Regions from separate parts of the Sus scrofa genome. Here regions 2, 3 and 4 are each linked to region 1. A link is a contact called in public Hi-C and promoter capture Hi-C data. All regions are on one chromosome and are shown on one strand. Each heading gives the region's core, a stretch centred on a gene start, on an enhancer-like site or on the middle of the called end of the contact. The rest is flanking DNA. Distances are from core to core; before and after follow the strand shown. Region 1 holds the start of ATP5G2 (ATP synthase F(0) complex subunit C2, mitochondrial). Region 2 holds the start of AAAS (aladin). Region 3 holds the start of SP7 (transcription factor Sp7). Region 4 holds the start of SP1 (transcription factor Sp1).

Region 1 (7,223 bases), core at 1,844-4,343:
TTGAAACCATGGCAGTGACAGAGCCAAGGCTTGAACTCTTGTCACTCTTAATGCCTTCTTATATGCTACAGGTTGAAATACTCAGCAATTACTTAGGCCTGTTAAACGACACTTCCTAAATGAGTGGGACTAGTATCTTCCGAAATTATGCTTCTGAATCCAGAATCTTAGTTACTTCTAGGTTAACAGATGTCTTCAACTCTTGTCCGGTCTAGAACCTGATTTCTGCCTCTGTGTAACTCTAACCCAATCTTGCTGCCAGTCTATTGCTTTTGTTTTTTCTTTTTAGCTGCACCTGTGGCACATGGAAGTTCCCAGGCCAGGGATCGAATCTGAGCCACAGCTGCAGCAACACTGGATCCTTAACATGCTGTGTCACATTGGGAACTCCTATTCAGATTTTCTTGGGTCAAAAAACCAAAATTCCTTTAAAGCTTTAAAAAGGGGGGGGTTCCTGTTGTGGCACACTGGGTTAAGGAGCTGGCACTGCTGCAACTGCAGAGTAGGTTGCAGCTGTGGCTCAGATTCAGTCCTTGGCCTGGGAACTTCCATATGTGCAGCCAAAAATAATTAGTTAAAAAAAATAAAGGAGGACTGTTTTTTCCCAAGGCAGCAAAACCTTAATAATCATTTGAAAAACGTAGTTCCTAGGGGAATTAACTGGAATAACATTTGAAAAGAGCTTGATGTGGAGCTGAAGGAGGTTGCATGAACCAGAGATCCAGCTACCGACGACCCAACCTTAGCCAAGTCTGCACTTGTTAACCAGTAACACTTTGGGCAAAGGCACTACCCAGATTCAGAGGTCTAAACCACGATGGGTTTCTTCCCCAGTGTCGATCAGACAGGGGGTTACAGGGAAGGTGACTTAATCGTTTCTCGCAATCTTTTTTTCCTCTTGAGGACAGAATCTTGGGACTCTGAGTAAACCCTTGGACAGGAAAGCTGGCAGGTGGATACTATCCCATGCTGGCCCCACCGCACCATTTTGGGCCTGCTGCCTCTAACGGAAAACCTATTAGCCCACGACTCATATGTTTTTCCCATCTTCACCGCGGTGGAAGGACGAGAACAGGACTGGGAGATAACCACTGGTGCCAAAGAAACCAGGCTCTCTGTCCTGCCACAGCTCTCCCGGGACACAGCCTGAAGGGAGGGAATGTCTTGGCTGTTCTATTCCTTTCTACCGTTTCCACAGCTTACGTTTTAAATTGAGGGGTGTTGACTAAAAGGACTGGTGGCTCTAGCCGAGCCACTATTTCCATTGCTCGGCACCTGAGTTCAGGGGACCAAAATCTGGAGGTTACAGGATTAGGAAGGCACGATTGAGGATAAGAAAAAAAGCAAAGATAAGGAGAGTCCGGGCGTTGTGACAGCTCTGAAAGGGCACGAGGGAAAGAAAAGAGGGTTTGAAAAGATGAGCCCGGTCAGGTGAAAGGCGCACTGCGGCTCCGACTTTCGCCAGCTCCGAAGAGGCGCCCTCCCCCCGCCCCAGCCACGAGACGTCCAAGATGGCGCCAGGCCCGCGCGGTTGGAGGTCACCGGCACGCGGAAGGGGCCGTCCCAAGGCGCGGGGATACCGGCGGCAAGGGAGGGCATGAGGGCCGGGGCGGGAGCATGCAAGGGTAAGGGCCTCAGAGCATCCGCGCAAGGGGGGGAAGCCCACGCGCGTGCGCGGCGCAACGCGGGAACGAGGGCCCAAGGCCTTACCTGCTCCCAGGGCAGAGAAGACAGAGAGGGGCGGGGAGGGGGCGGGGATAGCGAAAGGAAGCCTCGGCGCATGTGCGGCCTGGACTAACGAGTCGCTCCACCAAGGATAGAGTGATAGCAACGTTGAGGGTCGGCCCAGGTGCCACAGCGCCGCCTGCCAGCTCTGTTGAGGCATCCGGCCAACCACTCCACCTGGCGTTTGAAAGGAGAAACTGCATGCGGAGACCAGCGAGTGCAGAAATGAGGGCAGCTGTAAGCGGATCCGCAACGTGGCCTGCGGTTTGTTCTGCACGGCGTTAGGGATCTTGGACTGGCTTCCCCTTTCTGAGCATGCGCAGTTACATTGCAAAAAACCAACCCCCCCAAAAAAAACCTACCCAGAATGTCAGTATTAAATAGCACACAATGGAGACCGAGGTTCAGTGTCTAAAATGTGGCAGGAAGAAAATAAAGTCACAGGATTCCTGCCTTCGGTCGTTGGGACCCTGGCTTTATGGATGGAAAACCCGTTCAAGGGGCAAGGAGTCCACAAAATGTTCCAGCTGCTTCTAGTGGCTTCGCCTTTATTTCCCTCTTTCTTTTTTCAGTGATCAGCTATTAGAAAGCCAGCATCTGCGAACCAGAAAATAGGGGCTAAAGGTGATTAGGACTCAAGCGCCCTGATCTTAAACCTTCTTTCCTGAGTCCTGCAACAGTCAAAGAGTAACGGGCACCAGTGACCTGCAGTGAGATTGCAAGGGTCACCCCAGGCATGGCTGTGCCTCTGCCCAGGCTTCATCTACGCGAGATGAGATAAGCAGTGCCCCCAGGAGGTGCTCTCAAGAAAGCCTTTCGGCTTCTCCCTCGTGCCCTTTCGCTTGTCCTTTCCCCGATGGTAGGAAGTATGGGCTTCCCGGCCCTCACCTCTTCTGGGTTTTCCTGTCTCCCCGACAGGGTCTGACCGGCCCCTTTGGGGGGAGATCAGCAAGGCCTACCCATTTCCCCCCATGCCCAACCCCGGCCGTCCAGACATCGTGCTTGAACGCAGCACGAGAAAGACGGGGAAAGCTCACCAAACCCCCATAAAAAATAAAAAATAAAAAGAAAGCCGCGGCTGTAAATAAAGCCAAATCCGCCACCCTCTGAGGGGCCGTTTGTCCTCCCCTCCTTGGCCCCGTCCTTCCCGCCGCCCCCTCCCGGCTCCCGGGCCCCGCGGCGCCCCGGCCCCGAGCTCCTCCATTTAATCGGATTTGGGAGAAGGGGAGGATAAATCACGGCAGCAGCTTTACGGTCCCGGAGGAGAGGCGAGCCGCAGCCAGGCACACCCCGGCCGGCGATAAAAACCGCCGCTGAAAGCCCACGGAGCAATTTCCCGGGACCCCGAGCGACGCCATTACAGGAATGTAATTTTGCCCGGATGAGGCCCCGAGTTTAATTATCCTCGCGGAGGAATTTCAATGCGGCCAATCCATCTTGCAGGCGGGCGGCAGAGGGATTTATATGGGCCCGTTATTTCACACCGATCCTCCATCTGCATTTTTATGGCCCTGAGCTCCTGAAAGGGAGGGGAAGGAGTGGAGAGAAATCGGAGAAGCGGGCGAGGAGAGGAGGGTGGGCGATTTCCCGCCTTTCCCAAATCCACGATCCCAGCTCGATGAGGATTCTCACAGGTTCCCCCGAAATGCCCAGATCGCCCTTCAGTTCTAGGTGTTCACTTGGGGTGGGGATGGAGGCGGGGGGAGGTGAGGAATGGAGCTGGGATCCTTACGAAAATAGCAACAGGTATTTACCAAGTACCAAGAGGTGCCAGGCTACAGTGTAAGATGCTTAGAGGAGAAAAGAAAGACAGGTAGGCAAGGATATCCTCTGAAGTCCCCAGACACCCCCACCGCGCCACGCAACCTCGGAGACAAAAAGTCTACAGTTCTTGAGACTCCACGACTAACCGGTTGGTGCAGCTGTTTGTTGAGACAATGTAGATCCTTCTCGGATATCTCTAACTATCCCAAAGTTGGATTGGAGAAGGCACCCTTGAGGGAGCTAAAGCTGGCTCCTTGGATAAGTTGTCATAGTCTGCAATGTTGAATTCTCTATTACCCCCATTCAATGCTGGGCTCTAGATCCACACATTTGGGTTCCCAAATCTGTGTGACCTCAGGCAATGGGTTTAACCCCACTATATCGATTTTCCTTTATGTAACTGGGAATAATAATAGTGCTTACTGGGCAGCAAATAGTAGAATAATATATGTGAAGCCTGGGAGTACCCATTGTGGCTCAGCAGTAAAGAACCTGACTTGTATCCAAGAGGCTGTGGGTTCGATCCCTGGCCTCGCTTAGTAGGTTCAGGATCCCGCATTGCAGTGAGCTTCGGTGTAGGTGGCAGACTGGCTGGGATCATGCATGGCTGTGGCTGTGGCTGTGGCCAGCAGCTGCACTCCCATTTGACCCCTAGTCTGGTAACTTCCTTATGCTGCACGTGCTGCCCTAAAAGGCAAAAAAAAAAAAAGTGAAACTTTTAGCAAGGTGCTTGGAACTCAGTAAGAGCTTAAATAAGTGCTAGTAATAGTAATAATAATGGTTATTTTGGTGTTAGTAGTAGTAGTAATATATTTGGGAGGATTGCAACTCAGTTCTGCTCTGCTCCCTAGAGACTTTATTGCAAGCTCCTTGCAATGGTATCTCCTGAGAGACTCAACTATCACTTACTGAATTTTTTCACCTACATAAATCACACATAAGTTATTTAACAGGTTAGTGGGTGGAGATCTGTGGGGAGGGCTAAGAATCCTGGGGGCTATTGTTATCAGGTCTGAAGCCAGAGGTTAAATCGATAGGGGTGAGACTGCAAAATGTAGTTGAGGTCTGTGCGGAGGGGAGAATTTAAAGATAGCAGAATATGATGATCCAAGAGGACATTATCTAAGGGTCTCTTCTTAACCAAGAGCTTGGGCAAGGGTCTGTTCTTTACTTCACTAATGGAAAACGGCTCCAGGAAGGAAAGGGTGTGGAGCCAGAACTATATTTTCCAATCACTTCCTTTTTTTTCCTACCAGACCATGTAGCAAGGTTGGCCTGATTGGCCAGTTCTTCTAATGACTGTGAGTGGCGGATTCTGACTGGGTAGCAGTCTCCCTGCACGGTGGTGACGAAAAAATGAGATTGATCTTTTCTTTCTTAGGATTGGTTAACAATCCTCCGAGGGGCTAGAGACTCATTTTAATTGACTGGATAGGCTAGGAGGGAGGTCCAACACCTCTCATATAGAAATTCTGAGAGTTCTTTTCCACAAAGGTCACCAAGACAGAGTCTTGATGGGCTTTATGCATGTTTGCCTTTGGACTGGAAACACAATTGCTTAGGAAGAAAAGTCAAGAGAATTCTGCAGGCGTACCACCGTTCAATTTGAAACCCAAACACAGAGAGGGATTAAAGAGGGAAACAGAAGAGTGATAAAAAGAGAGAGCGAGAGAAACTGTGACACAGAAATACAAAGGGGAAAAAAAAGTGCCAGAGAGAAGAGGAAGGGTTCGAATAATTTGTTTTTCATTCCCAGTGGCTTAAGATGAGGCTACTTTATGATGCATTTTGCTAGATGCACATGTTGGCAGCGTGGGGCATGGAAAGAACAGCTGTCTTGGAGGCAGGAGACTGGGAATCTGGTCCCAGCCCTGCTAGTAACTAGCCAAGTAATGCAGGCTCCTACATCTCTCAAAGCTTCAGTGACTTCATTTGGAAAAATCAGAAGTAGGTGATCCCTAAGTTCATTATTAACTTGCTAGGATTCTCTTTCTTTCTGATAAACAGGCAGTGTGTATAGTTGAACTGGTATTTTTGTACTACCGATAAGGACTATTCTTGGGTCTTGTGCTCCTCTATTTATTTATGATTTGTGTGTGTCTGTGTGTGTGTTTTGCTTTTTTTTGCTTTTTAGGGCCACACTCAAGGCCTGTGGAGGTTCCCAGGCTAGGGGTCCAATCAGAGCTACAGCTGCCGGCCTACAAAACAGCCACAGCAACGAAGGATCTGAGCCATGTCTATGACCTACACCACAGCTCACCGCAATGCCAGATCCTTAAACCACTGAGCAAGGCCAGGGATCGAACCTGCGACCTCATGGTTCCTAGGCAGATTCCTTTCCACTGTGCCACCACGAGAACTTGTTTATTTATGATTGTTAAATTCAAGCTTCTGGGGCTGGTGAGCACTGACTGAGGGATGTTCTTTTCTTTCTTTCTACTTTTTTTGGACCACAGCATGCAGCAGCTTGATGTGGGATCTCAGTTCCCTGATTAGGGATTGAACCCAGGCCATAGCTATGAAAGTGCCAAGTCCTAACCACTAGTCCACCAGGCAACTCCCCTGACTGAAGGACTGTCTACATTCTCTTGCTAAATCAGTTCCCAGGACAGCAGGACTGTGAGCCATCAGTAAACCTCCCTCCTCCTGGAGAAAGAAAACAGTAGATGGAAGAAGGAAAAGGGTCATTAGAATCCAGGATTCCAAGAGAGGGATCAGCGGGAGGGTGGGTGACAGAAGGATGGTCAAACAAAGTTTTTGCTGGGAAGAACCCAAGTTCCTTTGATTTTGTAAGACAAATTTGTACATGCCCTACATATTTACCCAGAAACAGTATGAACAGATTTGGTCCCTGCCATTTCTTGGCTCCCAAGCCAAGGAACACACAGACAAAAAAGAAAATAAAAGTCCTTGTGATATATTGTGAAGAGCTAAGTTCAGCAAGTTAGAGATCTGAATCTAGCTTTGGGACCTATTACTAATTAATTATGTGACTTTGAGTGAGTAAATCACTTGACCTCTCTCGACTTCGGTTTTCTCGACTGCAAATGGTAGGAAAATGCTGGATGATGATTAAATTCTCTTTCAGTTTAAATATAAATGGCATAAATCTATTCTTCCTGGATGGCCCTTGTCTCTTGCAACTTCAAGTAATTGGCTAATATTAACTGAGCATCTACTATGTGTGATGTGTTACACTACATATTGTGAATGGGAATAAAAAAGGAAGCGCAGGAGTTCCCATTGTGGCTCAGCGGGTTAGGAACCCAACATAGTGTTGTGAGGATGGGGCTTTGATTCCCTGGCCGCACTCAGTGGGTTAAAGCTCCGGTGTTGCTGCAATCTGTGGGGGTAAGTTGCAGATTTGGCTCGGATTCTATGTTGCTGTGGCTGTGGCGTAGACTGGCAGCTGCAGCTCTGATTCAATCCCTAGCTGTATCAGAACGTCCATATGCCACAGGTGTGGCCATAAAAAGAAAAAAGAAGAAAAAAAAAAAAAAGGTTACGTGGGTTATAGGAGTTGAGGAGGCAACATGACTTCCAGCTAGAATGATCAAGGGGGCACCATGATTGAAAATTAGTTTTTTTTTTCTATTAAAAAAAACCCTCAAATATTTGAATCACATAAGAGAATGCAATTAATGCATGTCATTTATTCAACAGATTTTTTTTTTTTTTGAGATCGTACTGTGTGCCAGATGCTGTTCTAGGTGTTGGAAACACAAATGTGAACA
Region 2 (7,223 bases), core at 2,022-4,521, 340 kb before region 1:
GCAGAGTCAGGATTCAACCTGTCTGTCTGCCCCAGAGCCTACACTCAAACTGCTTGCTCCTGGAAGACTAGAAAGGCTATTCCGTGAGATGAAAAACACAAGGAAGGAGCTGGTTTGGGGAGTTCCTGTTGTGGCACAGCAGAAATGAATCCGACTAGGAACCATGAGGTTTCGGGTTTGATCCCTGGCCTCGCTCAGTGGGTTAAAGATCCGGGCATTGCCATGAGCTGTGGTGTAGGTTGCCACGGCTGTGACGTAGGCCAGAGGCTGTAGCCCCAATTCGACCCCTAGCCTGGGAACCTCCATATGCCGCGGGTGCAGCCCTAAAAAAAAAAAAAGCTGGTTTGAAGAGAAATGAAGAGACTGATTGTGAACACACTGAGTGTGTGAAGCCTGTGGACGATCCGAGTGGGGGTGTTGGGCAGACGAGGGAACACCCAGGTGTGGCGCGTCAATCACAAGGCCAGCCCAGGACCCCAACATTTAAGAAACATCAGGGGCGCTCCCTGCTGGCCTAGAGGTTAAGGATTTGGCATTGTCACGGCTGTGGCTCTTGCCACTGCTGTGGCTCGGGTTCAATTCCTGGCCTGGGAACTTCTGCATGTCACATGTGTGGCCAAAGAGAGACACATTAGGAAGAGAAGCAGCAGCTAGACAGGCAGGAAATGAGAATGACTTCTCAGACCATGAAAACGTCACACAAGGAGAGACATGTGAATTAAACTGCAACGTAGTACCAGATAGCAAAGTTCAACAGCACACGTGTTGGGAAACAGGCACTCTCATACACTGCTGATGGGTGTGTAAATATGTACAGCTTAACAAAGGGACTATATGGTAACAGTTCATGAAATTACAAATGAACATACCCTTTGAATCCAGCTACTTCACTTATAGGAATTCATCCGACACGTGACAATGATAATAACAAAGGCTAACTCTTGAAGGGATTAACATGTGCCAAGCACGGTTCTCTAAGTGTTTTACTCAATTAATCATCACTATAGGAGTTCCCGTCATGGCACAGCGGAAATGAATCCAACTAGGAACCATGAGGTTGCAGGTTTGATCCCTGGCCTCCCTCAGTGGGTTAAGGATCCAGTGTTGCTGTGAGCTGTGATGTAGGTTAAAGACGCAGCTCGGATCTAGCATTGCTGTGGCTGTGGCTTGCAGCTGTAGCTCCCATTGGACCCCTAGCCTGGGAACCTCCATATCCCGCAGGTGCGGCCCTAAAAAACAAACAAACAAAATCATCACTACAACCTTGTAAGATAGGTTCCATTTTATGGAAGATGAAACTGAGGAACAGAGTGATTAAGTAACTTGCCCAAGGTCACACAGCTAGAGCGGCACAGCCAGGAATTGACTCCAGGCAGTATGGCTCTGTCGATACACATGAAAAACAAATGACTTTGGAGTTCCTGTTGTGGCTCAGCGGTAAGGAACCCAACTAGTATCCATGAGGATACAGGTTTGCTCCCTGGCCTTGCTCAGTGGGTTAAGGATCCGGCACTGCCATGAGCTGTGGTGCAGGTCACAGGTGCGGCTCGGATCCCGAGTTGCTGCGGCTATGGTGTAGGCCAGCAGCTGCTGTAGCTCTGATTCAACCCCTAGCCTGGGAACTTCCACATGCTGCAGGTGCGGCCCTGAAAAAAAAAAAAGAATGACCTACACATGAGGTTATTGGCTCCAATCTTATACCTTGCTGAGTTTCAGGTAAAGGCTCTGAAAGTGATAATCACATGAGAGAGCAGGTTCACAAAATCAAACCAGAAAGGCAGGCAAGACACTGGAGATGAAATGCACAGCCTTCAGTTCCACACAAGGGACTGATGACCCAATACGCTGAATGAGAGACAGCTGTGAGCTAGAGAGGGCCAGGAAGCCCAAGGCGGAGGGAGAGGGATGGTGACCTCATTTCCTCCAGGATCTGCAGACCATGGCCCAGGAGACCCGGGGCCATGTCTCACCAAATGTTGATGCATCTCTTCCACACTTGCTCCCGGTGGTGGATGAAAGCAGTTCTTGTGCCATGGTCCAGCCTTCCGGGGGTCTTCAAGGGATCCTTGGTCAGGTTTAGGACAGGTAGATTGATCCACTGGAGCCAGAAGTGAGAGGTATAACACTGAGTTAGTCTCTTCCCCAGATCTCTACTGAACTCCCTACTGGACCTATAGCTGGGCTGAGGGGAAGAGGCCCCAGGGACCCGTTTCCAGGTCCACAAATACACTTGTGGGACTGGGAGACAGGTCTTAGCTCCCTTATCTGTAAAACTACAATAATATTTCATAGGGTTGTTGTGATTATTAAATCACATTATTAAAAGAGTTCCCATTGTGGCACAGCAGGAACAAATCCGACTAGTACCCATGAAGATGCAGGTTTGATCCTTGGCCTTACTCAGTGGGATATGGATCTGGCGTTGCCATGAGCTGTGGTGTAGGGCACAGACGTGTGTCCGATGCTGCATTGCAGTGGCTGTAGTGTAGGCCAGCAGCTGCAGCTCCAATTCAACCCCTAGCCTGAGAACTTCCATATGCCTAGGGTGCGGCCCTAAAAAGCAAAAAAACATATTATTAAAACATCTGTGGAGAACACCTGACTCGGAGCCTCCACCTTACATAGCAAAATCTCAATAAACGTCAGTTTCTCTTCCTTTTCCTTCCCAGGAAAAGCGCAGCGGAAAAACTCCCCAGGTTGCGGTTGTGCCTTCCTAGTTCTCCCAGACACCGTCTCCAACTTTTCCGAAGTTCTCTTGCACCCTCACATCCCCTACATTCACTCTCTCCGTTCCCTCTGGGCCTGCCCCACAGCTTCTCAGCATCCTTCATCCAACAATCCCACTAAAATACATTTCAGCCCTTCCATTCTTCTCCAGCGGGGCCAGACTATTTCCAGTCCTCCAGGCTGGGGACCGCAACCCCGCCCCTGTCACACAGCCTCTGCTCCCCGATTCTCTCCGACTCCGCCCCCCATGCCTGTAGGTCCCCTCCCTCCTCGCCCCGGCCACCTGGCCCCGGAAGTCAGGAGGCGGACTCTCATAGCTACTGCCTGTCACCAGCTCGTTATTGTGCTCGTATAGGGTGACTTGTCCCCTAGGCGGCGGCGGAGGGAACAACCCCAAGGAGCACATCTTGCAGGTCCCCAGGAGGTCCGGAATCAGTAAACTCGCGGATCCCGCTCCTCCGTCTCTTAGTTCCCGGGCTAGATTCGGATGCGTACGGGTAGCCGCCTGGGACAAAAGACGTTGCAAAGCTCAACGGAAGTGAGTGGAAGGGCAACGGAGAAAGAGGACGCACGCGAAGTCCCAGGACAGACTTCCGGGGCGTCCTCGCGCGCCGCCTGGCGGCCGGAGGGGGAGAGACGCAGGCAGTCCGTAGAGCCGACCCCTAGTTGAAGGTCGGAGTGTTGGTTTGCTTTGTTTTCTTTTTTTCCTATGAGACTGCTGTTTTTCCCAGTTCCGAATTCCCAAACACCGTCCCCCACTCACTCTCAGCTCTCGGAAAGCCCAAAATAAGCCACGTTCAGGGAAGTACCTAATTAAACCCTCCTAGGACTGTGGATCGCCCAGAGGAAAATACCCGCTGTGTTACGGGCAGCTAGCTGGCTGGAAAGCTGAAGGAAGGTCAGGTGGAGCGCCTTGGGAGGGAGAGTGTTGCGCTCGCCCGAAACTAGAGCCCAGAGAGTTAAGCCTCCTGGAAGGAAAAGTGGGAACAGCTGGGAAACTTAACATTTCCTGAGCACTTATTATAAGTGCTTGTATAATCTTTGTAACAACCCCATGAGGTGGGTACTGTTCTGTCACCATGAGGAAAGTGAGGCACAGGGAGATCTGACCAAAAAATACCAAAACTAGGTGTTTTTTTTTTTTTTGGTCTTTTGTCTTTTGACGGCTGCACCCGCAGCATATGGAGGTTCCCAGGCTAAGGGTTGAATCGGAACTGTAGCTGCCAGGCTACACCACAGCCACAGCCACGTGGGATCTGAGCCTTGTCTGCGACCTACACCACGGCTCAGGCAACGCTGGATCCTCAACCTGCTGAGCAAGGCCAGGGATCGAACCCGCAGCCTCATGGTTACTAGTCGGATTCGTTAACCACTGAGCCATGACGGGAACTCCTGAAACTCATATTTTAAAAAGTGAGATTGGAGTTTCCTGTGATTCAGCAGGTTAAGGATCTTGTGTTGTCACTGCTGTGGCTTGGGTTGCTACTGTGCTGCACATTCAGTCTCTGGCCCAGGAACTTGTGCCTAAACCACCAGCAGCACCCCCCCCTCCAAAAAAAAAAAGTGAGATTGATCCTACTGTAGCTACAAAGAATGGAACTAGAATTGGAGAGTCTAATACAGAATGAAGACTCCTCTTCCTTTTTTTCCTTTGGTCGTGTCAGAGGCATATGGCCATTCCCAGACCAGGGATCTAACCTGCTCCACAACAGTGACCTAAGCCACTGCAGTGACAATGGCGGTTTATTAACCTGCTGCGCCACAAGAGAACGCCTGGGGGGGGTCCTCTTCTTACAGCTGTATAACTTCAGAAAAATCATTGAATTCTTTGGGCCTCAGCTCCCTCCCTTGCAGTGTCCTAGTTATTACACATGGTTGTTTCCCGTAAAAATAATGGAAATGAAGCCATTTAATAAATTGTAAAGTGCGAAACAGATATCGGTGAGGATTAGCAATAACTCTGCCATGAACTAGGTGACCATGGGCATTGGTTCACTCATTTAACAAATTTTAATGAGCAATTCCAAGGACCAAGTTCTGAGAACACAGAATTGCATAAGGCACAGTCCCCACTCCCAAAAGCAGCCAGTCTCATTGGAGAATCCAGGAGACTTTTTTTTTTTTTTTTTGCTTTTTAGGGCCACACCCACACCACAGCATATGGAAGTTCCCAGACAGACTAGGGGTTGAATCGGAAGTGTAGCTGCCAGTCCACAGCCACAGCCACATGGGATCTGAGCCCCATCTGCAACCTATACCACAGGTCACTATATGACAACACCGGATCCTCAACTGACTGATTGAGGCCAGGGATCGAACCCTCAGCCTCATGGTTCCTAATCAGGTTCATTAACCACTGGGCCACGAGGGGAAATCCCCGGGAGTTCTGTGACTGCTCCACCTTTCTACCTGAAACGTTCCCTCCAAGAGAGTTATTCCTGGGTCAGAAAACAAGGGGCTCCAGAATGTTAATGGACAGAAGATTCACCTGAGAAACTTGTTAAAATGCAAATTTGGGGGCAGAGCTCTGAGGCTGTGGTTCCAAAAAGACCCAGGTGATACTGCACAGACAACACTGAGTATCTCCCCCGCTTAAATAGCTTACTGTCACTTGGGAATTCACAGAAAACTTAAAAAGCAGTGGAATTCCTGTGTGGCTCATCGAGCTATGGATCTGGCCTCGTCACTGCTGTGGCTCTGGTCACTGCTGTGGGGCAGGTTTGATCCTTGGCCTGGGAGTTTCCTCATGCCATGGGCACAGCAAGAAAGAGAGGGAGGGAGTTCCCGTCGTGGTTCAGTGGTCACAAACCTGACTAGGATCCATGAGAATGCTGGTTTGATCCCCGGCCTTGCTCATTGGGTTAAAGGATCCGTCGCTGCCATGAGCTGTCCTGAAGGTCACAGACACTGCTCGGATCTGGCCAGCAGCTACAGCTCCCATTTGACTCTTGGACTGGGAACTTCCATATGACACACCTGTGGCCGTAAAAAAAACAAAAGGGAGAAAGAGAAAAAGAAAGCAGAATGTAAAAACTGGGGGTAGTTTGGAGAAATTGGCTGGGAAAATTCTCCTTGAGAGGGAGAAGCAGTAGAGGTTTCAAGGAAAAGTGGTTGTCCGTAACTCTGACAGATTGATGGAGTGCAGTGAAAGCCACTAACAAATTCTTTGTTTGTATCTTTTATTTATTTATTTATTTTGTATTTTTATCTTTTTAGGGCCGCACCCACAGCATATGGAGGTTCCCAGGCTACGGGTCTAATCAGAGCTGTTGCCACTGGCCAGGAATCAAACCTGTGGTTCCTAGTCGAATTCACATCTGCTGTGCTACAACGTGAAATTCTCTTTTATTTATTAAAAAAATTTATTTTGTCTTTTTAGCATCGCACCTGCTGCATATGGAAGTTCCCAGGCTAGGAGTTTAATCAGAGCTGCAGCCGCTGGCCTAGGCCACAGCCACAGCAACGAGGGATCGGAGCCGAGTCTGCGACCTACACCACAGCTCAGGGCAACGCCGGATCCTTAACCCACTGAGCGAGGCCAGGGATTGAACCCTGAAACCTCATGGTTCCTAGTCGGATTTGTTAACCACTCAGCCACAATGGGAACTCCAGCTCACTGGATACTTAACCCACTGAGTGAGGCCAGGGATGAACCTTTGTTCTCATGGATACTGGTCAGATTCATTTCCACTGAGCCATACTGGGAACTCCATTTTGTTTGTATCTTAGCCATGAAACCATCCAAACTGATACCCCAAGAGCTCATTATAGCCTGGGCCTGCAGCTTCCTCCCTCCCTTCAATAAAGGCTGATTTTCAGGGAGTTCCCGTCATGGCTCAGTGGTTAAGGAAAACGACTAGGAACCATGAGGCTGAGGGTTTGATCCCTGGCCTCCCTCAGTGGGTTAAGGATCCAGCGTTGCCCTGAGCTGTGGTGTAGGTTGCAGACACGGCTCAGATCCCGCGTTGCTGTGGCTCTGGCGTAGGCTGGCAGCTACAGCTCCGATTAGACCCCTAGCCTGGGAATCTCGTGTGGCCCCAGGGGAGATTTAAAAAAAAAAGCCTGATTTTCATCATCAGATCGTGTTATAATTATCAGTTAGGGGTCTGCCTCTTACCCTGTAATGTCACCTGGACAGAAGGAACAGTTCTCTGTGTATTCATACTCCGCCTCCCCCGTACAGCTTATTTAACATTTGCCGAACGGTTTTTCACAATTGGCAGATTCTTGGGAGACTTAAGTCCGGGCCTAGCGCACTCTCCACTAACTTCACCAGGGGGCGCGGCGGCCCCAGCGACACAGTGACTGTGACCCAACGCCCCGGGGGCGCAGAGCTCTTAGCGGGCGGTCTCCACTGGGGCCCCTCCCTACGACCTGGGCAGGAAACCGAGGCAGTGCTCAGGACGCTCTCTGAAACTTTCCAGTGGATGCCCCACTTTGGAAGGCGGGAGGATCGCGGGAGCCTGGGTGCCTGGACCTTGGCCCGCCGCCCCTTC
Region 3 (7,223 bases), core at 1,307-3,806, 310 kb before region 1:
ATCTTCCAGCCACCTATTGAGCCTGCCACTTCTCACTCTAGCTCCGGTATAAAAGCTACTCGTCAATTTAGTAGTCACTAGGATTTATTGAGTGGTCCCTTGATTGAAATATTGTAGAAATGCTACATAGGACCTTCAATGCTTGCTTTTTTAGGATCGTAGCAATCTGGGTAAGGGAAAAAGATACATGAAAAAGTGAGGGGCCATATTTGAAAGCATAGATCACCCACTTTCCGGCTCACTGCCTCCTTTTCTTCATCTGAAAAGAAACGAATCTGGCTACATCTAATTGAGAACCCCTGACTTTGATGAGTGCTAAGGTTCCTTTCTAATTTATCTCAGCAATGCTGGAATAGGTTTTTAATCATTGATGTCATTAATAAAGAGCATATTAATATGTCCCCAAACAAGAAAAGTCACATCTTCAATTTAATAGATTCTAAGAAGATAATTGCCAAAATTGAAAGTGCCTATTCTTTTTTTTTTTTTTTTTTTTTTTTTTTGCTTTTTAGAGCCACACCTGTGGCATATGGAGGTTCCCAGGCTAGGGGTCTAATTGGAGCCACAGCAACACCGGATCTGAGCTGCGTCTGGGAGCCACACCACAGCTCACAGCAACACTGGATCCTTAACCCACTGATCAAGGCCAGGGTTTGAACCTACAACCTCATAGTTCCTAATCAGATTTGTTCCCCCTGCGCCATGCTGGGAACTCCAAAAACGCCTATTCTTCATTTTTGGCTGCATCAATCAGAAGTTCCAGGGCTGGGGATCAAACCCATGTCACAGCAGCAACCTGAGCTGCAGCAGTGACAACACCAGATCCTTAACTCACTGAGCCTTGAGGGAACCCCTAAAATGGCTATCCTTAATAAAGGCCACTTAAAAAAAAAATGGGATTCAACAAATGGTAGAGATTCTTAGTATTTTGGCTGCTTTTATCTCTAAAGTTCTAGGGTTGTGAGATCCTTTCTTGGAAAGAAAATCAGGTTTCTTGGAGCGGGGGAGGGCAGGGGGAGAGGGTTCAGACTTGCAAAGAGGAAAACTAAAGATGCAAAGAGATAGGCAGAGGAGTTCCCATCATGGCTTAGAGGTTAACGAATCTGACTAGGAACCATGAGGTTGTGGGTTCGATCCCTGGCCTTGCTCAGTGGGTTAAAAGAATCCGGCGTTGCTGTGAGCTGTGGTATAGGTCGCAGATGCGGCTCAGATCTGGCGTTGCTGTGGCTGTGGCGTAGGCTGGTGGCTACAGCTCTGATTAGACCCCTAACCTGGGAACCTCCATATGCCGCGGGAGCGGCCCAAACAATGGCAAAAAGACAAAAAGACAAAAAAAAAAAAAAAAAAAAAGAGAGCGAGAGATAGGCAGATAGGCATTAGGCACCCCTGCAAGGTGGTGATAAAGCAGAGGTGGTCTCCAAGGGTCCTAACAACAGGCCAGCCAGGGTTACATTTCAGGTAAAGACCGAAAAACGGACATTGATTATCTCCTCTTACCTCCCAGGCACTGTGGGGTCCCCAGAAAGACAAATGTTTATAAAACACAACAACCTTTGCTCTCAAGTGGTCCATAGGCTTAAATTAGGAAGCTTCTCTTCTCCAAAGCCGGGTCCGTGGTGTCCATATCCAGTGATGCTTAGTACACAGGGAAGCAAAGCAGGGGGACTTAAAAAAAAGAAAAGAAAATATTTTTGTACACACAATCTTCTCAGAGCTCAGAATCTTTAAAGGTCTTAACGCCATCCAGCTCAGCTCAGTATGTTCTGCAAATGGGAAGGGATTCCAGAGAAAAGTTCTTGGAGGGAAGGGCAGTGTGCAAATAGCTTCTAGACTTTTTCAGGTAACACCTTCTTAGATCCGGGACCCTGAAAGAAGAGGGAGCAAAGCTTCGAAGTACCACCAGGTGGCAGGAGTGAGCTACCCAACCGCTGCGCCAATGAACCTGCTCTCCAGAGCATGTTCTTGGGGCCAGAGGGTTGGCACGTTTTGAAGGTAACAATGGCAAAGCTGCCAGCGCTGAGGCAAGGGCTGGGGCGGGAAGAAGCCTCAGAGGGTTATGGTATTAATTCTGCACCTTTCCCCAGTCTTGACTCAGAGAAGGCAAGACCTTTGTCAAAGTTCCAAAAGTATCCAGACTGCCAGGCCGGAATTCAGCAAGCAAGGGTCTATTTTCTGCCCCACGCACCTGCCTATCAGCCTTTCACGGACATTTCCTGAGCATCTACTGTGCCAGGTATGTGCCAGAAGTGTCCAAAATAGCATTTAACAAGAAGTGTGCAATCTGGTGGAAGAGAGCCTGGTAAACAGCCATGCTTTTATGACATAGAGGCTGTTTGGAGTAGTAAAATGCACTGTCTTGAAAGTTAGACTAAGGTGTGAATTCAAGCTCCGCCACTTGCTATATGTGCAAATTCTGTAGGCCTCAACTTCCTTGTCTAAAAAATGGGGGTAAACAACTCTCATAGAAGATGAAAAAAAAAATTACATAAAAACTTACTGCCTAGGAGTTCCCATCGTGGCTCAGCAGAAAATCCAACTATGAACCATGAGTTTGTGGGTTCAATCCCTGGCCTTGCTCAGCAGGTTAAGGATCCAGCATTGCTGTGGCTAGAGCGCAGATCTGACCCCTAGCCTGGGAACCTCTATATGCAGTGGGTGTGGCCCTAAAAGCAAAAAAAAAACTTACTTCCTAAAAGGAAGAGAAAGACAAATATCACATGATACCGCTTATATATGAGATCTAAAAAAAAATGATACAAATGAACTTATTTGCAAAACAGAAACAGACTCATAGACATAGTAAACAAATTTATGGTTACCAAAGGGCAGAGGGAAGAGGAAGGAATAAATTAGAAGTTTGGGATTAGCAGACACAAACTACCGTATATAAAATAGATAAATAAGATCCTACTGTATAGAACAGGGAGCTATATTCAATATATTGTAATAAACTATAATGGAAAAAATATATATCTGAATCACTGCTAGCTAACCAGAAACTAACACAACATTGTAAATCAACCATAGTTCAATTTAAAAAGATAAAAATAGGGAGTGCCTGGAGTTCCCTTCGTGGCGTGGTGGTTAACGAATCTGACTAGGAACCATGAGGTTGCAGGTTCAATACCTGGCCTTGCCAGGTTAAGGATCCGGCGTTGCCTTGAGCTGTGGTGTAGGTCCAAGACGCAGCTCAGATCCTGAGCTGCTATGGCTGTGGTGTAGGCCAGTGACTACAGCTCCGATTCGACCCCTAGCCTGGGAACCTCCATATGCCGAGGGAGTGGCCCTAGAAAAGACAAAAAAAAAAAAAAAAAAAAAAATAGGGAGTTCCCATTGTGGCTCAGCGTTAACAAATTGGACTAGTAACTGTGAGGATTCGGGTTCAAACCCTGGCCTCATTCAGTGGGTTAAGGATCCGGCGTTGCCATGAGCTGTGGTGCAGGTTGCAAATGCAGCTTGGATCTTGAGTGGCTATGGCTGTGAAGCAGGCGGGCAGGTGGAGCTCCAATTTGACGCCCAGCCTGGGATTAAATTTAATATGCTGCAGGTGCAGCCCTAAAAGGTAAAAAAAAAAAAGTGTTCTGTGAAAGAAAGTAAAATGATTATACTTATGGCACAATTAAATTCTGCAGGCAAATTAAACACAACAGAGATTGAACCCACAAAACAAGTGTGTATATATTCAGGGACAAATAAACACATTAGAGTGGTGCTTTTAGGGAGGAGAGGAAGGGCTTAGGGATGAAGAGGGGGAAAAAAAACTAGAGAGGGGTCTTTTATGAACTCAAATGATGACAGTATAAACCTAAAACAAAAGCCAGTATTTTACCAGCAAAATGGGTTTCTTATAGAAGAGCAAAGAATTGCAGTGGTGGACAGGCAATCTATGGTAAACCACAGTCCAGAGAAGAAAGAAGAGGCTCCCTCTTTTATAAAGAAGGGACAGTTGAGAGGGGCTTTACAAACAGTCTATTGAGGGAACCTGGGAGTTCAAAGTGCAGGGGCTTTTCTTTCTTTTTTTTTTTTTGGTCTTTTTGTCTCTTTAGGGTCCCATCTCCGGCATATGGAGGTTCCCGGGGTCAAATTGGAGCTGTAGCCACCGGCCTACACCACAGCCACAGCAACACCAGATCTGAGTCATGTCTGCGACCTACACCACAGCTCACAGCAACGCCAGATCCTTAACCCACTGAACAAGGCCAGGGATCAAACCTGCAACCTCATGATTCCTAGTCAGATTTGTTAACCACTATGCCACAACGGGAACTCCTTCCCAGCTCCATTTTGGATGAGATTTCTCTTTATTAATTTTCACAACAGAATACTGTGAAGCAAAGAATAAGATTAACTTAATGACTCTTTGCACCTGGATTGGAAAAAAATTCCTCATTTCTTTATTTAAAATACTTCAAAAAAAATGGAAAAAGGAGTTCGCATTGTGGCTCAGTGGAAACAAATCTGACTAGCATCCACGAGGACGCAGGTTCAATCCCTGGCCTTGCTTAGTGGGTTAAGGATCTGGTGTTGTGGTGACCTGTGGTGTAGGTCAGAGACACGGCTTGGATCTAGCGTAGCTGTGGCTGTGGTGTAGGCCAGCGGTTACAGTTCTGATTCCACCCCTAGCCTGGGAGCCTCCATATGGGGAGGTACAGCCCTGAAAAGACCAAAAAAAAAAAAGTCCTTAAATGTTTTCCATCACCTAGAAGATAAAGTCCCAGGTTCTCTGTGTCTATAACTCATGACCATCAATATTTAGCTGTTTTGCCTTTGCTCTCTGTCTGGAATATCCTTGTAACTTAGTGGTTTTTCAACTCTGGAATGACTTTACGAGCTTTAAAAATGCATAGATGCAGAGAAACACAAATACTGTATGTTTTCACTTATATGTGAAATCTAAAAAACAAAACAAATATAACAAAACAGAAACAGACTCACAGATATGGAGAACAAACTATTGATTACCAGAGGAGAAAGGGTTTGGGGGAGGGGTGAAACAGGTGAAGGAGACTAAGAGGTTCAAATTATCAGTTATATAATAAATAAGTCACGGGAGTTCCCTTGTGGTTCAGTGGGTTAAGGATCAGGCATTGTCACTGCTGTGGCTTGGATCACGCCGTGGTATGGATCTGATTCCCTGGACCAAGAACTTCCACATGTCTTGATCTTGGCAAAAAATAAATAAATAAATATAGTCATGGAGTTGTAATGCATATAGTCAATATTTTATAATAATTTCGAAAAATGGGAAATTCCCATTGTGGCTTACCAGTAATGAACCTGACCAGTATCCATGAGGATATGGGTTTGATCCCTGACCTCGTTCAGTGGGTGGGCGATCCGGCGTTGTCATGAAGCTGTGGTGTAAGCTCGCAGACACGGCTCAGATCCTGCATTGCAGTGGCTGCGGTGTAGGCTGGCAGGTATATCTCTGGTTAGAGCCCTAGCCTGGGAACTTCCATATGCCGCGAGTGCGGCCCTGAAAAACAAACAAACAAACAAATAATTTTGAAAAATATATGCATGTCAATCAATCCCTGAGGTATTGGAGTTCCCATTATGGCGCAGCAGAAACGTACCCAACTAGGAACAATGAGGTTGTGGGTTTGATCCTTTGCCTCACTCTGTGGGTTAAGGAGCCAGTGATGCTGTGAGCTGTGGCATAGGTTGAAGACATGGCTTGGATCTGGTGTTGCTGTGGTGTAGGCTGGCAGCTGTAGCTCTGATTCTACCCTTAGCCTGGGAACCTCAATATGCCTTGGGTGCAGCCCTGAAAAGCAAAAAAAAAAAAAACACCAAAAAAAGACAAAACAAAAAACCCAGAGGCACTGATTTAATTGGACTGGAGCAGGTTTTTTTTTTTTTTGCTATTTCTTGGGCCGCTCCCGCGGCATATGGAGGTTCCCAGGCTAGGGGTCAAATCGGAGCTGTAGCCACCGGCCTACACCAGAGCCACAGCAACATGGGATCCGAGCTGCGTCTGCAACCTACACCACAGCTCACGGCAACACCGGATCGTTAACCCACTGAGCAAAGGCAGGGACCGAACCCGCAACCTCATGGTTCCTAGTCGGATTTGTTAACCACTGCGCCACGACGGGAACTCCTTTTTTTAATTATTTTTAACATTTATTTATTTAATTTTTTTTTTTTTTTTTTTGGTCTTTTCTAGGGCTGCACCCGTGACATATGGAGGTTCCCAAGCTAGGGGTCGAATCAGAGTTGTAGCTTCTGGCCTATAGCAACACAGGATCCGAGCCACGTCTGTGACCTACACCATAGCTCACGTCAACGCCGGATCCTTAACCCACTGAGCAAGGCCAAGGATCGAACCCACAACCTCATGGTTCCTAGTCAGGTTCGTTAACCACTGAGCCACGACGGGAACTCCTATTTATTTACTTTAAAATTTTATTTATTTTTGGCTGCATCTGAGGCATGTGGAAGTTCCAGGGATGGAATTCCTGCCACAGCAGTTACAGCGCTGGACCCCTAACCCACTGTACCACCAGAGAATTCCTGTATGAGTACTTTTTAAAAGATCCCCAAGTAGGTTAAGAATCATAATCTCCTGGGGGAAGGGATTAATTTGGAGGATGGGATTAACATACACACACTATATATTAAATAGATAACCAACAAATGGGAGTTCCCATGTAGCGGCAGCTGGAAACAAATCCAACTAGGAACCATGAGGTTGCAGGTTCAATCCCTGGCCTTGCTCAAAGGGTTAAGGATCTGGCATTGCCATGAGCTGTGGTGTAGCTCGCAGATGTGGCTTGGATCCAGAGTTGTTGTGGCTCTGGCCCGCAGCAATAGCTCTGACTGGACCCCTAGCCTGGGAGCCTCCATGTGCTGTGGTGCGGCCCTAAAAAGACAAAAGACCGAAAAAAAAAAAAAGATAATTAACAAGTATCTACCGTAAAGCCCAGGGAACTATACTCAATATTTTGTAATAACCTATAAGGGAAAAGAAACTGAAAAAGTATATATATACTATATAATATAATAATTATAATATACAGTATGTATATACAAAATCTGAATCACTGTGTACAACCTGAAACTAATATGACATTGTAAATCAACTATACTTTAATTAAAAAAAAAAAAAGAACCATGATCTCCTACTCAGTTCAGGTATTTCCAGGCTGGATTATGGTCCCCTTATGTTTTTATTCTATCACTGTGCAATTTATATTGTCCAATTATCTGAACAGTTCATC
Region 4 (7,223 bases), core at 1,182-3,681, 290 kb before region 1:
TAATTGAAATGTAATGAGATGTTTTATAATAAAGTCATACCAGAGGATTATGCTATTTGAGCTGTCTTGGAAGTATGGGCAGGATTTTTTTCTTTCATGACCTAGAAGGTAACAATAAGTTTTTTTTTTAATAAAAATCTTTTTATTAAGCTCATTTTTTTTTTTTTTTGTCTTTTGTCTTTTTGTTGTTGTTGTTGTTGCTATTTCTTGGGCCGCTCCCGTGGCATATGGAGGTTCCCAGGCTAGGGGTTGAATCGGAGCTGTAGCCACCGGCCTACGCCAGAGCCACAGCAACTCGGGATCCGAGCCGCGTCTGCGACCTACACCACAGCTCACGGCAACGCCGGATCGTTAACCCACTGAGCAAGGGCAGGGACCGAACCCACAACCTCATGGTTCCTAGTCGGATTCGTTAACCACTGCGCCACGACGGGAACTCCTTAAGCTCATTTTTATAAATGGTTATACAAGGCATTGTTTTATTGACTTAAGGATTCATAGAAGACTTTTTGTGGGCCTATTCTGGCTTGGAATCTGACACTACATCTCAGCTTGTGATCCTGAACAAGTTACTTCTTAGCCTCCATATCTTCATTTACAAAATACATACTGTCTCTAATACTAACATCTTCCTTAAGAGAATGACATAAGGAATGCCAAGATGCCTAGATGCCCTAGGTACCTAACGCTGTAGGAATTCACCTTTTTTTTTTTTTTTTTTTTTGCTTCTTAGGGCCTAACTTGCTGCACATGGAAGTTCCTAGGCTAGGGGTCAAATCGAAGTTGCAGCTGCCAGCCTAGGCCAAAGCCACAGCAACGTGGGATCCAAGCCATGTCTGTGACTGTACCACAGCTCATGGCAAAGCGCGATCGGATCCTTTACCCACCGAGCGAGGTAGGGAATGAACCCGCGTCCCCATGGCTCCTAGTCAGTTTCATAACCCACTGAGCCACAATGGGAATTCCAACATTCACCTTCTTCAGGCTTTGCCCAAAGCAGTAGAGGCCTCAGTTTTCGGGAATCCATACTTTAAGACATGATAGTAATATGGAGAAGTGCCGAGTTGTAGATAATGAAGTGGCAACATAGAACCTACAAGGGCGAAAGAGAATGGCTTTATGTTATTGACAGGCCACGCAGGCTGCCTCCACCAAAACTAGGGTAAAGGAGAGGCAGAATGAGTAGCCAGAAATTCAGGTGTTTCGGGAAAAATCACCTCTAACCTTTGCAGTTGCAAAAAGCAGGCACTCTATCTGGCTACTTGCTTTATGTTTAAACGTTATTTACAATTACGGGGTAGAGGCAGGGGCGGGGGTGGGGTAGCAGCTTACAGGACCTCGAACTCCAGGAAGTCCTCCAACACTCTTTAGCCTCAAAAGCAAGCTCTCGAAGAGTTAACCGGCCTTAAGTAGCTATCAACTTTGGGGGAATTTAGTAAAATGGCGTTTGCTGGAGTCTCACAAAGACCTTGCAAATTGGTCAGTGCGTTATTAACCTACTGTATGAGCGCCCTCGCCAGATCTCCTTGCGCCAGCACCCACAGGGGTTACACCATATTCTGAGGCATCCGCCTGCCAGTCCGCCCACCGCGGAGGGGGGAGACCTGAGAGGTACTTTTAAAAGCGGTTAAGTGAAGACTCAAACAAGCCCTGATGTCGAGGAAGAAATGCGACGCGCCGCGGGGCTCGGCCCTGACACTTGTTGAATTGCAGGGCTCTGCTGAAGCCTTGCCACCTAATCACGGTAAAGACGTCCCCAGAGGAGGGCCAAAATGGCGACGGACTCCTCTTGGCACAGCCCTGTTACCTCCCCGACAACTGGCGCCTCTAGTAACGCCCATTGGCCAAGCCGGAGGCGGTGCCTGGCTTCCCTCGCTGCCTCATTGGGCTGAGTGACTGAAGCAGCCGCCAATTCTCCCCTGCCTACTCCAGGTTCCCGCCCTCACAGTTTAAGCAGCATTCAATTGGCTTTTATTCACGTCAATTTGTGTCCTAGCGCGTCTCTTTTCAGTGTTAATCCAATCATAATTTTCCTGGCCGCCCGCCTGATTTCTGATTGGTTTTGATAAGCTTCATCCTATCCCATTCCTGTCTACTTTTTACCACCTCCCACCAGGACTTTGCCCAGGCTTGCCCAGGGTTTTGGTTGGTCGCTGTTCTGTCATTCCAATGAAAACCCTTCCTATCCCTACGTCTCAGCGAGCCCGCCTGGCAGTTGACTGGTTTCTCTCCAAGCCTATCATCTCTAAATCCCGCCTATCTTCACTTCCTGCACCTTTCATTGGCTTTTAAAACTGAGAGGGCGCCCTTTTTGGGCGGACACCACGCACGCAACTTTGTCTTACACGCCTTAGAGAGCAAACGAGTCTCGCCATTGGGTAATTTGCCTGTCTTTCTTTTGCAAGTCCCTCCTTTCACCCTCCCTTATTGGGCGGGGCAGCAGTGGAGGGGCGGGGCCTAGGCCGGGCTTGTGGCGCGCTGCTCCCTCCTCTTTACCCCCCCCTCCCTGTCCGGTCCGGGTTCGCTTGCCTCGTCAGCGTCCGCGTTTTTCCTGGCCCCCCCAACCCCCCCGGACAGGACCCCCTTGAGCTCGTCCCTCAGCTGCCACCATGAGCGGTAAGGATGAGTCCACTCCAAGCTTAGGGGTGGGAGGGGAGTGAGGGGGCGCGCGCGAGGGCCGACCGGGCGGTCCCCGCCGTGAGGGGGGCGGGCGGGAGGCGGCGGCGGCGGCCTTGGTCCCGCCCGGGGCGGAGGGAAGGGAGGGAGAAGGGGCAGTGGCGGGGCCTCGGAGGAGGAGGGGGATGGGCCGCCCGCCCCGGGGGAGGGGGCAGCGTGGCCTCGCCCGCCCCCTGCCCGCCCCAGCCACGGGGGACGGGCCTTACCCCCCACTACTCGGCCGCCCGCCTGAGGCTCCTCCTGCCGGGGGCTGGAGCCGCGGGGGCGGCCCGAGCAGTGCAGGCCCCGCCCGGGCCAACCGCCTCCCTGGTCCGCCCTCTGGTCGCCGCCGGCCCCAAGGCCCTCCTCCCCCCACCCCCCGAAGGTTACCCCTCCCCCCCGTAGATTACCCCTCCCCCTACCGTCCCGCCCTTTCCACGCCCCTCACCCCGAAACCGCCCTTTCCTTCTAGGGCCCGCCCTCTGTCCGCCCCGAAACTCCTGATTTCTAACCCCTGGACCTCTTTAGCCCCTTTCTAGTATTCACAAATGTTCCCCCCTACAAAACTTTTTATCTCATCTTTTCTCCTTCCCCTTCCTTTCCTCTTGTGACTTTCTACACTTGAATTCTTCCCTTTCTCCATCTCCTTTGACCCTAATTTGAGCAAGCTTTCCATCCACCCACATGTTTTATGCCTTATCTATATTTCTCCTTTTTTTCCCCGCAGGATACTTTTAAACTCCTTCAACATGTCCACGGACCCTTACATTGTCTATACCAAAAGCACCTTTTCATTGTTTTCTGAGTTTAATTTTGTACGAGGGAGAACTGCGGCCCAGTTTTGGCACCAAGGGGCCCAGTTCAGGTCTTCCTAGCCCTACAGCTGTCTCTTCTTCCCCAATCCTTTTTTGTTTGTTTGTTTAAATACTGGGACTTTCACCTTCCTGTTAGTCATTTTTGTTTGGTCCTAGTCTTCCTTACCCTTCTTCATTTTATCTTTTTTCTTTCCCCAACTTTAAGTTATCTTTTAATTCTTTTTAGACCAAGATCACTCCATGGATGAAATGACAGCTGTGGTGAAGATTGAAAAAGGAGTTGGTGGCAATAATGGGGGCAGTGGTAATGGTGGTGCCTTTTCTCAGGCTCGAAGCAGCAGCACAGGCAGTAGCAGCAGCGGTGGAGGAGGAGGAGGGCAGGTAGGTGATCATCTGGACAGAGTGGGCATCGTGTTGAGAGGATGTAGATATTCTTAGATGATTGTCTTTTCACAAAAAAATTTTTAGGAAAGGGCTAATTTACAGATAGGGAAGTAAGTACAGAGACAAGTGACTTGGAGATCCCCAAAGATGAGAATTTCAAATTTCAGCAGTGTAGATAGGTTGGCTTTTTGTTTGCTTGGGGGGGGCACTGTTTTGCTGTTTATTTATTTATTTTGGGTTTTTTTTACTGTTTATTTTTTTCTACTGCCCCCAGGGCTGGCAGCTGGTGTCACTAAACTAATCTCTTTCCTCTCCCTTATTTTTGGCCAGGAGTCCCAGCCATCCCCTTTGGCTCTGCTGGCAGCAACCTGCAGCAGAATTGAGTCACCCAATGAAAACAGTAACAACTCCCAGGGCCCAGGCCAGTCCGGGAGCACAGGTGAGCTTGACCTCACAGCCACACAGCTCTCCCAGAGTGCCAATGGCTGGCAGATCATCTCTTCCTCCTCTGGGGCTACCCCTACCTCGAAGGAACAAAGTGGCAGCAGTACCAATGGCAACAATGGTGGTGAGTCTTCCAAGAATCGCACTGTCTCTGGTGGGCAGTATGTCGTGGCTGCCACATCCAACCTGCAGAACCAGCAAGTCCTAACAGGACTGCCTGGAGTGATGCCTAATATTCAGTATCAAGTAATCCCACAGTTCCAGACGGTTGATGGGCAACAGCTGCAGTTTGCTGCCACTGGGGCCCAAGTACAGCAGGATGGTTCAGGTCAGATACAGATCATACCAGGTGCAAACCAACAGATCATCACAAATCGAGGAAGTGGAGGCAACATCATTGCTGCTATGCCAAACCTACTCCAGCAGGCTGTCCCCCTCCAAGGCCTAGCTAATAATGTACTCTCAGGACAGACTCAGTATGTGACCAATGTACCAGTGGCCCTGAATGGTAATATTACCTTGCTACCTGTCAACAGCGTTTCTGCAGCTACCTTGACTCCTAGTTCTCAGGCAGTCACGATTAGCAGCTCCGGGTCCCAAGAGAGTGGCTCACAGCCTGTCACCTCCGGGACTGCCATCAGTTCTGCCAGTTTGGTATCATCACAAGCCAGTTCCAGCTCCTTTTTCACCAATGCCAATAGCTACTCAACAACTACTACCACCAGCAACATGGGAATTATGAACTTTACCACCAGCGGATCAACAGGGACCAACTCTCAAGGCCAGACACCACAGAGGGTCAGTGGGCTACAGGGGTCTGATGCTCTGAACATCCAGCAGAACCAGACATCTGGAGGCTCACTGCAAGCAAGTCAGCAAAAAGAGGGAGAGCAAAACCAGCAGACCCAGCAACAACAACAAATTCTTATCCAGCCTCAGTTAGTTCAAGGTGGACAGGCCCTCCAGGCTCTCCAAGCAACGCCATTGTCAGGGCAGACCTTCACAACTCAAGCTATCTCCCAGGAAACCCTCCAGAACCTTCAGCTTCAGGCCGTTCCAAACTCTGGCCCCATCATCATCCGGACACCAACAGTGGGGCCCAATGGACAGGTCAGTTGGCAGACTCTTCAGCTGCAGAACCTCCAAGTTCAGAACCCACAGGCCCAGACAATCACCTTGGCCCCAATGCAGGGTGTTTCCTTGGGGCAGACCAGCAGCAGCAGTACCACCCTTACACCCATTGCCTCAGCTGCCTCCATCCCTGCTGGCACAGTCACTGTGAATGCTGCTCAACTCTCCTCCATGCCTGGCCTCCAGACCATTAACCTCAGTGCATTGGGTGCTTCGGGAATCCAGGTGCACCAGCTTCCAAGCCTGCCCTTGGCTATAGCAAATGCCTCAGGTAAGAGTTCAGATCTTTTGCATTTATTTCCAGAGCTACCTAGCATCTCAGCTGAAACTATTGAGTCTAAAGAACGAAGTAGAACCTTTTGAGGGTAACACTTTCTTGAGGGCAAGTCAGAGAAGTAGCAATGATTTTCTTTAAATCATTTGGAACTGACTTAATGGAAACTTTTCCCCTTCAGTTAATCTGATGAGAAAGGAGCACTTCTAGGCAGTGTCCTTGGAGTCTCTATACTTCCAGTGCTTTTGATGCTCTAGAGCAAGGATTGGCAAACTTTTTCTACAAAGGCCCAGATGGTAAATATTTAAGGCGTTGCGGGCCACTTATAGTCTCAGTTACATGTACTTTTTTGTTTGTTTATAATCCTTTAAAAAGAAGGTAAAGTCATTCTTATCTTGAGGGCTTTACTTGGCCTGAGGGCTCATTCCTGTGGAGAGGAATCGATTATAAACTTAAGGTTGTTAAGTCATCAGGTATTTCTCATGAACCGTAAGCAAGGGAAAAGTAATGATAATGGATTCCAAAGGATTTTTCAACAAAATAACTTTCCTAGTTAATCTTTAGTCAACCAGAATAGCCTACCTTCTGAGCAAGCTGGTTAATCAGGGTTTAATTTTTTCAAGTCTTACTTACCCTGAAAGTACTAATGTTTATTTTTGTTTTTTTACAAAATGATTGTTATTTTTTTCCATTATAGCTGGTTTATGGTGATCTGTCAATTTTCTACTGTACAGCGTGGTGACCCAGTTACACATACATGTATACGTTCTTTTTTCTCACATAATCATGCTCCATCATGAGTGACTAGACATAGTTCCCTGTGCTAATGTGTAGTTTTAATACGCTTCCTAGGTGATTTTGATATTTCCTAGATAAGAGAACCATTTCCTGGACTGCTTCGAAAGTAGTATAGTGCAAGGAAGGGAGAAAAAGGGAATGGGGCCTGGAATGAAGTGGGGAGGTAGAAGTGAGAGGAGTTGGGAATAAGGGGGCAAGGGGGCAAAAGTCTGGAAAGAGGTATATATGTATCTGTTGATGTTACTATTCAGTCATTTATTTTGAACTACGTTCACTATTGGTTAATTTGAAATTTAAAACATCTGTTTATAAAAAGATGGAAGTTATTTAGAATTTATCACCTTAAATTCTGTCGTGATGTAGCTAATCTTTAATAAAGCACAATAAAGATATATATCTGTGTGTATACACTTTTATACTAAGGCATGATATATGCAGTTTATAATGGGAAATAATTTAATACCACTGAACTTAAACTTTTTTTTTTTGAATATGTGTGGGCTTATTTTTTACTTTTATTATGGAGTTCTCATCCCATTTAGACTGGTTATTATGTAAGAGAGGATAACAAATAGGCAACCATTATTTCCTGCCTCCTGCAGTTTAGGAAGATCTCTGGTGGGGAGGTCTGCTCAAATTCCCTAAATTTCTTAGATTCTTTGTAGTATATTTAAAACGATTACATTTGAGCCTTAACAGACAGTAATTTTCTTAGTGAATTG

Evidence for each region. Promoter capture Hi-C pulls out the DNA fragments that hold promoters and counts their contacts. A called contact is a pair of places that touch in the nucleus more often than the background predicts.
Region 2: a contact with region 1 is called in a Hi-C map of undifferentiated spermatogonia, with 2.4 times the contacts expected there. The contact joins the promoter of AAAS here to the promoter of ATP5G2 in region 1. A contact is called at or near these places in 2 of 5 promoter capture datasets (fetal liver and liver), 2 of 47 Hi-C or Micro-C datasets (embryonic fibroblasts and undifferentiated spermatogonia) and 2 of 2 datasets of contacts at active chromatin or transcription factors (alveolar macrophages and skeletal muscle).
Region 3: a Hi-C map of liver shows a contact between it and region 1, with 3 times the contacts expected there. The contact joins the promoter of SP7 here to the promoter of ATP5G2 in region 1. A contact is called at or near these places in 4 of 47 Hi-C or Micro-C datasets (embryonic fibroblasts, liver, skeletal muscle and 1 more) and 1 of 2 datasets of contacts at active chromatin or transcription factors (alveolar macrophages).
Region 4: a contact with region 1 is called in a promoter capture Hi-C map of fetal skeletal muscle, with 2.9 times the contacts expected there. The contact joins the promoter of SP1 here to the promoter of ATP5G2 in region 1. A contact is called at or near these places in 1 of 5 promoter capture datasets (fetal skeletal muscle), 1 of 47 Hi-C or Micro-C datasets (liver) and 1 of 2 datasets of contacts at active chromatin or transcription factors (alveolar macrophages).

What each region holds. Positions count from the first base shown.
Region 1 is chr5:18,876,840-18,884,062 of Sscrofa11.1, forward strand. ATP5G2 (ATP synthase F(0) complex subunit C2, mitochondrial) reads right to left here and starts at 3,094. Exons shown (of 5, transcript XM_021091719.1): 1 at 1-3,094.
Region 2 is chr5:18,534,564-18,541,786 of Sscrofa11.1, forward strand. AAAS (aladin) reads right to left here and starts at 3,272. Exons shown (of 16, transcript XM_003355403.4): 1 at 3,011-3,272; 2 at 1,971-2,098. The coding sequence starts at 3,133. It overlaps SP7 (transcription factor Sp7), which reads right to left. Exons shown (of 5, transcript XM_021091715.1): 5 at 6,805-7,223.
Region 3 is chr5:18,564,112-18,571,334 of Sscrofa11.1, forward strand. It overlaps SP7 (transcription factor Sp7), which reads right to left and starts at 2,557. Exons shown (of 5, transcript XM_021091715.1): 1 at 2,498-2,557; 2 at 1,552-1,665.
Region 4 is chr5:18,586,332-18,593,554 of Sscrofa11.1, forward strand. It overlaps SP1 (transcription factor Sp1), which reads left to right and starts at 2,432. Exons shown (of 6, transcript XM_005652567.3): 1 at 2,432-2,616; 2 at 3,697-3,851; 3 at 4,185-5,700. The coding sequence starts at 2,610. LOC102163309 (a long non-coding RNA gene) reads right to left here and starts at 2,305. Exons shown (of 3, transcript XR_002343962.1): 1 at 1,333-2,305; 2 at 976-1,093; 3 at 1-101.